Linked DNA regions of Macaca mulatta: region 1 is linked to region 2. Evidence: chromatin contacts called from public Hi-C data. All regions are on one chromosome and are shown on one strand. Each heading gives the region's core, a stretch centred on a gene start, on an enhancer-like site or on the middle of the called end of the contact. The rest is flanking DNA. Distances are from core to core; before and after follow the strand shown.

The links. A called contact is a pair of places that touch in the nucleus more often than the background predicts.
Region 1: a Hi-C map of blood shows a contact between it and region 2, with 7 times the contacts expected there. The contact joins two enhancer-like sites. A contact is called at or near these places in 10 of 14 Hi-C or Micro-C datasets (CD4 T cells, blood, cortical neurons and 6 more).

Annotation. Positions count from the first base shown.
Region 1 is chr1:23,253,378-23,259,443 of T2T-MMU8v2.0, forward strand. No RefSeq gene overlaps it. Among named protein-coding and RNA genes, the nearest start is that of MGST3, 40 kb to the right of the region's middle. Within about 2 kb of position 2,069, at least 33 of the 40 cell types and tissues checked have an H3K27ac peak or open chromatin away from gene starts, as enhancers often do. A contact at or near this core is called in blood, where this site is marked.
Region 2 is chr1:23,058,988-23,064,851 of T2T-MMU8v2.0, forward strand. It overlaps RXRG (retinoid X receptor gamma), which reads right to left. Exons shown (of 10, transcript NM_001257610.1): 9 at 4,759-4,864. Among named protein-coding and RNA genes, the nearest start is that of RXRG, 41 kb to the right of the region's middle. Within about 2 kb of position 2,019, at least 3 of the 40 cell types and tissues checked have an H3K27ac peak or open chromatin away from gene starts, as enhancers often do. A contact at or near this core is called in blood, where this site is marked.

The sequences.
Region 1 (6,066 bases), core at 819-3,318, 190 kb after region 2:
GATTTACGTCTCAGCCTCCCTGGTAGCTGGGATAACAAGCGTGTGCCACCACGCCCGGCTAATTTTTGTATTTTTTGGTAGAGATGGGGTTTCACCTGAACTAAGAATTTCGGTAATAAATTTGGCAACGCCTAAAATAATAGTAATATACTTCACGTTTGTATTTTTTTTATATTTCAAAGCAGCTTTAAATGAAATGACTGTATTAAGCCATTTCTCCAAATCCTTTGTGTGAAAATGAGACAAAGATGGAAGAGACAGAGAGAAAGAAAGAAGGAAAGATGGGCTAATTTTAATTATCAGAATTTAGACATCCAAATGCATAAGAAAACCAGTGCATTCTTCAACAGTCATATTTTTTCTTATTCTTTTTAAATTCCAAAACGGGGTGCCCAGCTAGATCAGTTGGTAGAGCATGAGACTCTTAATCTCAGGGTCGTGTGTTTGAGCCCGACGTTGGGCGTTGTGTTTCCCAGCATTTTGGGAGGCCCAGATGGGCAGATCACTTGAGCTCAGGAACTCGAGACCAGCCTGGCCAACATGGCAAAACCCTGTCTCGACAAAAAAATACAAATATGAACCAGGTGTGGTGGCACATGCCTGTAGTCCCAGCTACTTGGGAGGCTGAGGTGGGAGGATCACTTGAGCCTAGGAGGTGGAGGCTGCAGTGAGCCGAGAGTGCCACTGCACTCCAGCCTGGGTGACAGAGTGAGACCTTGTCTCAAACAAACAAACAAACAAACAAACAAAACAGAAAAGAAAGAAAAGAAAATGGCACCAACCAGCTTACTGATCTACTTAGTTGCAAATGCTTTTTGACTATTTGCTAAAATGTCTACATACATGCATACATAAAAATAAAATAAGAACAACTCGGGAAAGGGAAATATTTTTACACTGAGGATATCCAAGAATGCCAGGTACATTCTCCCACTTTCCCTTTTTGTCTGCTTGTTACCCACTTCCCCCAGCAGTACCCTCCACCTTCTGATAGAAAACCAGGTCTCTTCTCTGCAAACCAAGGTGGTTCGAAATGAGATGGTGGGAATGTCCCTTCCCGCGGCCAGCCCCAATCCCACCGGGAGTAACTTCGACATATTCCTTTACTCTTTCTGCGTCTTTTCACATATCTGAAAACAGAAAGTAGGTAAACTGCACCTACTTTTCAGAAGGTGGCAGGGATTCGTGGTGTAATCTCTCTACGTGGGCGGAAATACACTGTAGGCACCCAAATAACAAAATGTAAATGTCTAGCAAGTATATAAAAAACCAGCAGGAAAGGTTTTTTTGGTTGGTTGGTTGTTTGTTTTGTTTTTTCATATAAAAGGCCAAAAGTAGGGAAGTGACAGAAAAAGGCTGATTGCCGACCTTTTCAGAGTTTACTTATTTTAAGCAATTACACTAACTCATAAAATAAAAGTATTTCTTGTGCTCCTGTCAAAAGCAAGTGGGTTTTTACCTTAAGGGTGAATAATAATAATGCTTTGGGGATGACGAATAAAACTTAGGGCTTCCCGTGGCTGGCCGAGGTGGAGCCATCGGGACTATCCCACCTCTCCTCGTCGATCTGGAAGGCTTTCTGAAGGAACTGGAGTTTGTATCCCTGGCAAGCCCGGGACCTGCGTGGGGCTCGGCCTGCTGCCAGGCGGCCTCAGCAGCCCAGAGCTTCAGCGGTTGCTACGGCAACAGGCCGCCCAGAGCAGCGGCCAAAGTCCCTGCAGGGGCGAGGGCACCTCCCAAGCGCGGAGAGTCAGCCCAATGAGTTCCGCCCTCTCTAGCGCGCTTTTCGTGATCCACCAATCAAGCGCTGCTACATAAGCTCGAGCTGAGTGGTCAGCTTCCCTGGGAGGGCGGGGTTAGGGTACAGAAACTGGACGGAGAAGGGGGCTGTATTTCCCCTGGCCTGTGAAATGGATGTTAGTGACTAAAACTCAATCTTCCAGTTAAGGGAGGAGCGGAGACTTTTAAGTCGAGTGTTCCTGTGGGGCCAAGAAGATGGTTTCAGAGGAATCCCAGGAAGTGAAAGTGCTGGGATACGCGACGGGCCCACGGAGCCCTCCCCTGCGTGTCTGAGATCACACCCTACTGGGTACCCTGCGTCATGTGCTGAAGAAGGTGACTGGATCACAACTCCAGAGTTTGCTCCTGAGATCGAAAAACAAAACAACCCAATAATAATAATGACAGCCCTGGGTGGGGACAGTTGCAACAGGTCTTTGGAGAAAGTCAGTAATTGTGCAGGTTCAGGGAAGGCGTGGGCATGTTGGTGAAGTAAGGTTCTGAGTGGAAGAAGAAAATGCTGCTTCTGGGGAAGAGAATACCGTCAGAAGGAGGGAAAGAAAGAAGGGAGTGGGAGGGTAGGGGAAATGAAGGGAGAGGAGAAGGGGGAGGAGGGAAGGTGAGGTGAGGTGACTGGTATTCTGCCAACCCCGTTCTGCACACTAGTGAGACCTAGCAAGGACTAGAGTTTCAGGGGGAAAATACGAGAGTAATGAAAGATAACAGAGAGGAAAGAAAAAAGAAATAATTGAAAAGTTTGAAAGAAGAAAGACAACAGCTGAACCAATGGGAGGAAAATTAGAAGGAAATGAAAATTCTGTAAGCTTCTCTTTCATGGATAAAATGACTACATTTTCTGGTCCATTATCAGGATACAAGATGGAAAAAAAACAGCTATTGAACTGGTGGGGAAAGTGGCTGGTTTAAATTAGTCCTGCCCCTGCAAATCCAGGCTGCGTGTTTGTTAGTCTTATGGCTGATTTAACTCATAGGCCCAGAAGAGAAAGGATAGAAGGATGCCTGAATAACCAGCAAAGAATTTGCATCCAATCAGCACTCAGAGCATGTATGCTACTTTCTTCAGAAACCTTCAGGAGTCATAGACTATGATCAGTTCTTCGTCAGAATTATTTTAGATTTACTTCAGTTGTTTTTTCATCAAATGCACATAAAACATGGAATTGTTCTTCTTAGCTGTGCAGACCTTGTCTATTTTCTGAAAGGAAAAACAATGTTAATTTTTAAAGCCCCACATACATGACATCTTTGTACTTTTCAAATCATTGTGTTACCCCCTTCCCTTCTCTTCTGATAGTGCCTGGCTGAATCTCTCCTATTCTCACAATGGCTTTGCCTCCATTCTGCTGAAGTCACTTCCCATTGCTCACATTATTATACTGTTTTTACTTCACTTCCAAGCTTGTTTCTGACTACAGAAAGGGTGCTGTAATTCTGAGTTCCCTATATAGAGAGTTGCTTTTCCAGGAACATTATTAATAAAAGGAAAGGTCTTCATTTTCCATTACGGAAATATACCAATGTTATGTTGTGCTTTGATGTTCCGGGCTCTGACTTATAAAACCAGTGTTACTATAATTTTCACATACTTGAGCACCTCTGCCCAGTCAGTTCTCCATAGGTCCCTCGGGAGGTTTTCTTGTTTTATTTTTGAACCTTAGCTGGAATCTATCTTCATTAGGAGTCTAGCATCTTGTTCTCCATAGAGCTCTGAAATGGTATAGCAGAGAGAAGGGCAGGCTGACTCTCTTTACTTTTCTAACAACTCAAAAGAAAGTTTTTTGGCTTCTACTGTTTCCTGACTCTTCCTTTCCTCTTTTCATATAGCTGGTCTACCTTACTGGTATTTCAAGTCACTCTAGCTGCTAGAATTTAGGTGAATTATATTTCAGGCTTTCAAGCCATTTAAGGGGACAAGGAATATTGTTAACATCTGGACCTCAGATCCACTGGCCTCAAGAGCTCAATATCACTCCCCACGATGTAGGCAGGTTGGTGTATGTTTTTCTCTCATGTTACCTTGTAGCCATCTAAATGGCTCTCTGCATGTTAAGCCTTGGGGAGGCAAGACTCAAATAGGGTTCACCTTCCCTAACTCCTACTCTTCCATCATTTTTTTAAATATCACAGTATCCTGGACATCCTCATTCATTGCTGAATCAGTATAGTCTGAGTGTTTGGAAAAGAGGCAGTGGGAGGAGAACAAAGACGAGTGGAAAAAGCTGAAGTGAAAGCCTTTTCTCAGAAGCTCCTAGTCAGGAGAAATGACACTGTAGGGCAGACAACTCTAGAAATAGTAGGATACACAGAAGAAGGGCCAGAGTTCCCAGACATATGTGTACTTGACGTTGTAAATAGAACATGGGTATAAAGAAGACAGAACACTCTAGTGGCTGCTGGCACAAACCCCTGGGTTCTGATTTCCACTGTGGTGATTACTGTGTGGTGACCCTAAACAAGTTACTCAACCTCAGCTTCCTTGTCTGTAAAAGGGGGATACTAATGGCACAAACTTCACAGAGTTGTTGTGACAATTGAATAGGTTGATCACATAAAGTGCTTGGAATAGCATCTGGCATTTGCAAGTGCTGAATAGGTATTGACTAATATTATTCTAGAGCCATAATCCCAAACCCACAGCAGCTTGCCACCACAGGAGTGTCTCTGACACAACCATTCTTTGAGCAAGGAGAGTAGGGCATTCTTTCTCATAGTTATTTGCTCCTTTATTGCTATAGGCTGTACTTGGAGTCCAAGACATTAATTAAGCAAACAAGCTTTTGCTTAGAATTCAGTAAAGCATCATAATCCATTTTCATTTCTACTTTAATACAAGAGTCAATATGAACTGTCATCCATTGATAGTGGAAATTCTCTACAATAGTTTATTAGTGTGTTAGCAGCACAGTGGAAAAAGAAATATATGAGAACCTTGACTGCTTTCCACCTCTTTCTCTTGTAACTCTCAGTATTCCACAATCAATTCCTTCCACACTACCAACGAGAGTTCAAAGAAATCAGTGTCCTGAGATCCACCACTAAAATTAAGCGTTGCTATGGGTGCAACTCAAGTGACGTTGACTTTCCAGGATGTAGGAGCAATTAGAAATATAAAGTGAATAAGAGAAGGTGGACTATTTGATGAGAAGTGATAAGATGGCCACAAGGTGGCACAGGATGACAACCACAGAGCACTCCCTTCCTCCCAAGTGGCTCCATTTTGCCTAAGGGCTCTGTCTCTGCTGCCCTACCCTCTTACAACTTAGTGCCCTTAAAAGCTGTCTTTGCAAACACCCTCACGCCTTTCTTCTCGCACATTCTGTAGTCAGTGGTCCTCTTTCCCTAGTCCCTCTTTTCTTTCAACAGGTCTCAATTCTCGTTGTTTCAGCATGGATTCCCTTTACTCCCAGGTGATCCTGCTTGCTGGTCTTGTACTCAGCAATTCCTCCTTCAGAAAAGTGAGCGCAGCAGGGCATGGTGGCTCATGCCTGTAATCCCAGCACTGTGGGAGGCCAAGGCGGGCAGATCACGAGGTCAAGAGATCGAGACCATCTCGGCCAACATGGTGAAACCCCGTCTCTACTAAAAACACAAAAATGAGCTGGGCGTGGTGGCAGGCACCTGTAATCCCAGCTACTTGGGAGACTGAGGCAGGAGAATCACTTGAACCCAGGAGGCAGAAGTTGCAGTAAACCAAGATCGCACCACTGCACTCCAGCCTGGGCAACAGAGTGAGACTCGGTCTCAAAAAAACAACTAAGTAAATAAATAAAATAGAAAAGTGAGCTCCTCCACCGTATCTCCAAGTCACAAATTCACTGGAATCTAAGTGAGGCATGCAGCAGAGTCCACTGGTTTAGCTATTTCACCAGTCAAGTTGGGGTCCAACAGGGCTGAGTAATAGAAGGCTATTGATTGACTTTATGTAATCTTCAAGAGTTTCCTGAGTAGTGTCAGTTTGAGTTTTTTAGACAATATGATCTTCTATAGAGGAAACAGATTAGGGCATTAAACTTGAAAAAGCAGTGTCTGACTGGATGTTAGTTAACGAATTATTACCCAAAGACAAGTGGCCTAGGAGTCAGTAGACTGACCTGGATTTTAATCCCACCCCTAGCACATAGCTTGTATGTTTAGGCCAGTTACTTAATTCTGTGAGTGGCATCCTTTTGTCCATAAAATGAGGGTAATATCCATCTTGTAGGATTTGTAACATGTAAAATATCTGCTTCAATAAATGTTGGTTTCCTCTTTTTCCCTCATATGCAA
Region 2 (5,864 bases), core at 769-3,268:
TTTTTTTTTGAGACTGAGTTTCACTCTTGTTGCCCAGGCTGGAGTGCAACGGCCCAGTCTCAGCTCACTGCAACCTCTGCCTCCCAGGTTCAAGCAATTCTCCTGCCTCAGCCTCCCGAGTAGCTGCAAATACAGGCTCCCGCCACAATACCTGGCTAAATTTTTGTATTTTTAGTAGAGACGGGATTTTGCCATGTTGGCCAGGCTGGTCTCGAATTCCTGACCTCAGGTGATCCACGCACCTCAGCCTCCCAAAGTGCTGGGATTACAGGCGTGAGCCACTGTGCCCGGCCAATTGTTACCAATTTTTATGGTCAACTTCTTAGTCTGTGCTTACCCTTAAATTAGGAAAAGAGGAGATAGAAAATCATAGTCTCTGCCCCCGAGGAGTCTATGGTCTGTTTGGGGAGAGGATACATGCACACATGCATACACACTGACCCACACATTATCACACATACTCGCACATGCTTCACACCCATGTGCCCGCACACACATCCTCACCACTCACATACATGCACATTCACACTCTTACACTCTCACATTCCCTCACACACATGCATTCACACACACCCTCACACATACACATGCCCACTCATGTACACTTTCACATGACTTCACAACATGTGCATGCACACACACCTTCACACACTCTCATGCACATGCACCTTCACACACTCTCATGCACACGCACCTTCACACACACTCATGCACACGCACCTTCACACACTCTCATGTATATACACCTTCACACATACTTCATGTGTTTGTACACACATCCACACACTCATATGCTCTTGCACTATATTCATGCACATTACACACAATACACATACTTACAAATGTGCACATACTTAATCTCACATATCTCATGCCTGTGGTCTCACATACGTACACATGCACACTCATATACACACATGTGCATGCATGCACTCACACATACACACATGCAAACACACTCCACACTCACACTCTAACATGTTCTTACAACATGCACACATGCACACACACACATCCTCACTCACTCATACACACCCTCACACACATTTTTTGATAACTGAAGACACTTGTGAGGTTCACAAAAGGGAGAAAGAACAGTGTGTGAAGGAATTCATCTCCCATCTGCATGTCCTTTCGGGCACCTCTTTCTGTGACATTTTTCACTCTGTCTGTGACATTGTGCCCTCTGTGCACAATGCAATGCCAGCTCATTTTTAATGTTATTAATACTACTAGATATGAAGTCACTCTACTCACAACTTCCAATAAAAAACTCAAGGACCAAAATCACATTAGTCACTATGGCCCTAAGTCAGAGATTTCTGGTTCCAGATGAATCTTTACTGAGTGTCACAGCATCATTTCATGAAAAAGTACAAATGAGAATTTCAATGTTCCTTGAAAATGTGTATATTTCTATACTCATGCCATATGACATTTTAAAGAAATGTAGCAATACAAGGAAAATAAAGTGGCACCATCGAAAAAAGTAGAAATTGCTTCCCTGCATGGAAAAATTAAAGATCTATGCCAATGCCACACATTACTTCGAAAGCCTCCAGTGGTAAAGCCCCTGAAAGCATTTGAGTGGCATCACCATTCAGGAAAGAGGTCGTTAGACAATAAGGAGTCTGAACTCCTGGCTGTGCCTCTGCCATTAAGCTTTACGGAAGTAGGCAAAGGAAACGGCTTCTCCATAAGTGCAAAGTTAGACTGGGATTAACTCTAAAATTTTTTTTTAACTCTAAAAAGCCCAAGATTTTACAACATCCAAAATTCTAAGTATGCCATCGTACTGCCCTCTTTGTTGTGTGACCTGGATTTAGGAACTGAGATCAAATCTAATAGACGAATGTCCCAGCATTCCTTGCCCACAGGTTAGCAGCAAGAGGGATTTACGCCTTTGAAGGTGCCTGCTGTGCGTGCAAGAGAGTGTGTGTGTGAGTTCTGTGACCTGACTTTTGAGCTCTGCTTTCTGATCAGAGCGAAAGCAGAACGTGGCCCCTGTGACATGCACTTCTGAGACATCTCCACAGCGTGGCAGCACTCTCCCACTGAGAAATCCGCCTCTACCTGGCTGTGCCAGGATCCCCTTCAACCAGGTTCTGCCGACCAGAGGTGACCAGCCCTCAGCACACCCACATGCCTGGCCAGTGACACCCCTGATATACTTGCTGAGCCAACTGTGAACACTTGATCAGGGCAGTCACCCTCAGTCCAAGCTGTGCTGGACAAACCCAGGAGACTATGCAATGGACCCATCCTCTGCTACCTCTCTGCAGTTCCAGGCTCTGCCCTAGTCCTGGCAACAAATGTTGGCCTCTCTCCCCAGTGTGTGGAGGCAGCCCAGCCCCCTACCAGCCGTCTTCCGGCAGAAGAGTCAAGTTCCAAAATTTTCAAAGTGATATGAATTAGAAACAACCCAAATGTCAATCACAGGGCAATGGCTAAATACATTAGGATATGGTCACACTGCAAAATATTACAAAACCCTTGAAAATGATAATTTGTAGTTGTCAATAATTGAATACAATTTCTAGAATGGCTAAGGGAAGAAAATAACACACAAAACTGTATAATTTCATATCTAGAAATGCATACAGGATATATATAATACATAATAGATATACGAAGATACACACAAGATATAATAGATACATGAGGATACTGGAAAGAAATATACCAAAATATTTACAATAAGTTCTTATTATCTGCTTTTTTTTTTTTTTTTTTTTTTTTTTTGATGGAGTTTCGCTCTTGTCCTCCAGGCTGGAGTGCAATGGCACGATCTCGGCTCACCACAACTTCCGCCTCACCAGTTCAAGTGATTCTCCTGCCTCAACCTCCCAAGTAGCTGGGATTATAGGCGCATGCCACCACACCGGGCTAATTTTTGTATTATTAGTAGAGACGGGATTGCTACATGTTGGTCAGGCTGGTCTCGAACAACCGACCTCAGGTGATCCATCAGCCTCGGCCTACCAAAGTGCTGGGATTACAGGCGTGAGCCACTGCGTATTTTTAAAAAATATTTTTCTAATTTTTTTTTTTTTAACCAAAGCATGCATTGCTTTTATAATTAGGAAAAAAAGTGAGTTGGAGTTTTTTGTTGGTTTTTAAAGAAAAACAGCAAGTCATAGAGCCAATTTCAGGAAAATGTATGACACTCATTATTTCTAATGCCCTGCACACAATATGTGCTCAAAAAACGAAAGATTTGATAGAAAGCATCCAGCTCAGGGCTTCAGTTAAGATGACTTGCTCAGGGCTCACACCTGACAGAGGCCAAGCCAATGCTGGCAGCCACGTCCTGACCCCTTGATCAGGGCTCTCTCAATCTCATCTATAGTGAACTGCTAGATTCACCAAAATCCAATCTTTTCTTCTCTTCCTTGGCATACAACAGGGTACATTCTCCAGCCTCCTTTGTGGCCAGCTGGGCCACGTGACTTGGAATCAGCCAATGAAAGTGAAGGAAAAGGTGAGGGCGCTCTAAGACCCAGGTCTGGCCCATATGGCCTCGCCTCTCTGCTCCTCCACCTCTTCCAGCTTCCATCATCTGGATGCAAAACACAGTATGGCTCTGGGTCATGGTGGAGACACAGGAAAAAAGGTGCCTTGGTCCCTGAGTGATGGCGTGCAAGACAACCAGCTCTCTGAACTGACTGCCCACCCGGATTTGAGAGCAAGCAATAGATGCTTGTGTTAAACTGGTGGCATCTGGTGGGTCTATTCAGCTTCATCTCACTAATAAACTAGGCCCTGCCTATTCATTGCACCAAAGGGCCAAAACCCACCTACTCGAATTCATCCACAGCCTCCAACACAAAACACAGCTCAGTCTCTTCTGGACAATTGCTAGATGTCGGCTTATGATCCAGGATAAACAGCTAAGTAGATATTAGACTTCACAGAGGAATAGAAATAATTAGTGAGCATTGGCAGCATGTAAAATTAATCCCTCAAACAAAATTAATGTCTTTAAGACAGTCTTTTCAGTTTCATTTCCAATTTCTACGAGATTTGAGGATCATGTTTTCTCATTTTAACTGGCATTAGCAGAGAGGGAAAACTCTTTGGCTTAGCTGTACTTTGGAAAAAACTTTTGAGAATATCTTTTAATAACTCAGAAATACCTATACTGCTAGATGGCCTCAGAGATCTGCTAGACCGACATCCACCTTTCCAAATGAGGAGCCCAGACCCAGACCCAGCACCTTCCCAGATGCCACACACATGGCACCCTGGGGACCAGCAGCCATGCCTTCTGGCTACCAAAGCCTGTACTTCCTCCTGCATGGGGGTTTCTATGGGGGCAGACCAGAAAGCAATGCAGTCACACCTCAAACACAGGCTCTGTGAAATCACACGAACTGGGTTCACATCTCACCTCCACCACGTGCTAGCATTATGGTCTTCAGCAAGTTACTTAACATTTCTGAGGTTCTGTTTTTTGATAGAAATCGGAGATAATAATTCCCACATTTATTCATTTGTTTGCTATTCATCCTCCATTTAAAGATGTGTGCTATGTGTCAGGCACTGCTTTACCTGTGGAGGTTAGAGGAGTGAATGGTGAATAAGACAGATAAGGCCGCTATCACCATGGAATTAACATTTTTGTGGCTTTCAGCTTGTTATGAAGACTAAATAACATTTGAAAACACCTAAACTTTGCCTGCTGCACTTTAGGGGCTCAATAGTTGAAGAATGGGAGTAGTTGCTGCTGTTACTGCCATTATGCCAGCACTCTCTCACCTGCCTGGCTGGTCTGGATACTTCTGCTTGGTGTAGGCCTCGAGGGTGGCATAAACCTTCTCTCGCAGAGTCTCCACCTCAGAGGGGTTGGACAGGCCCTTGGCATCTAAAAGAGATGACTGAGTTAGCCTTTGATTACACCCTCCAGCAGAGGCTGTCCCCATTCCCTCTGGCCACCCTCCCTAGAGTTACTAGAGACACCCTGGATAGGGACAAGTGTGAAATAAACAAAGCTAGTCATTCGTTCCCCCTTGCTCTTCTTTCCGTGTCCAATTTACCCAAAAAACTCTTAGGGCAAAGATTTTAAACTCCATGAATAGGCAAATGTACCCACCACTGACTCTAAGGAGAAGAGCTTTATTTTATCCAGACTATTCTCGAAATATTACCTGCACACATTTACCGAGTGCCCACTATGTGCTAAGCATGGACTGAGTGATAAGATGGGACACAAAAGCTGAATTGGCACATGTCCTGCATTGATGAACTAACTGCCTAATTCTGGAGATAAAGCCTCTGCATGAATGATTACGTAATTCTGAAGGTTCCTCTTTCTTGACCACAGCAGTTTGCTGGAGCTGATCGCCTCCTTCTTGAAAGACTATTTTCCCTCGAGCCTCCAGGACACCACCCTTCTGATTCTCTCCTTATCTCACTGCCTGCTCCTTCTCAGGTTCCTTTGCTGGCTCTTCCTTTTCTCCCTGACCTCTAAATGTTGGCATGCCCCAGGGCTCAGTCCCCAGCCGTCTTCTCTGCTCTATCTTCCCAGATGATCTCACCCCAGTGTCATGGCCTTACACAGGCAGAGGCTGACAGCTCTCGGATGCACATGGCTTCTCCCATGAAGTCCAGGCTCATATGAGCAGTTGCTTCCTGGGAAGCCACTCTTGGATATCTACTACCCATCTCCTATTTTAATGTCCAAAGACAAGATCCTGATTCCTACCCACCCACTCTCAGAACTTGCTCCTCATGGAGTTTTCCCCTTCTCAGTGAAGAGAACTTCATTTTTCCCATTGTTCAGGAAAACAAAACTTTAAAAAACAAAAAACAAAAAAACAGAGAGTCATATTTAACTCCTTTCTTTCTTTCTCATTCTACATTCA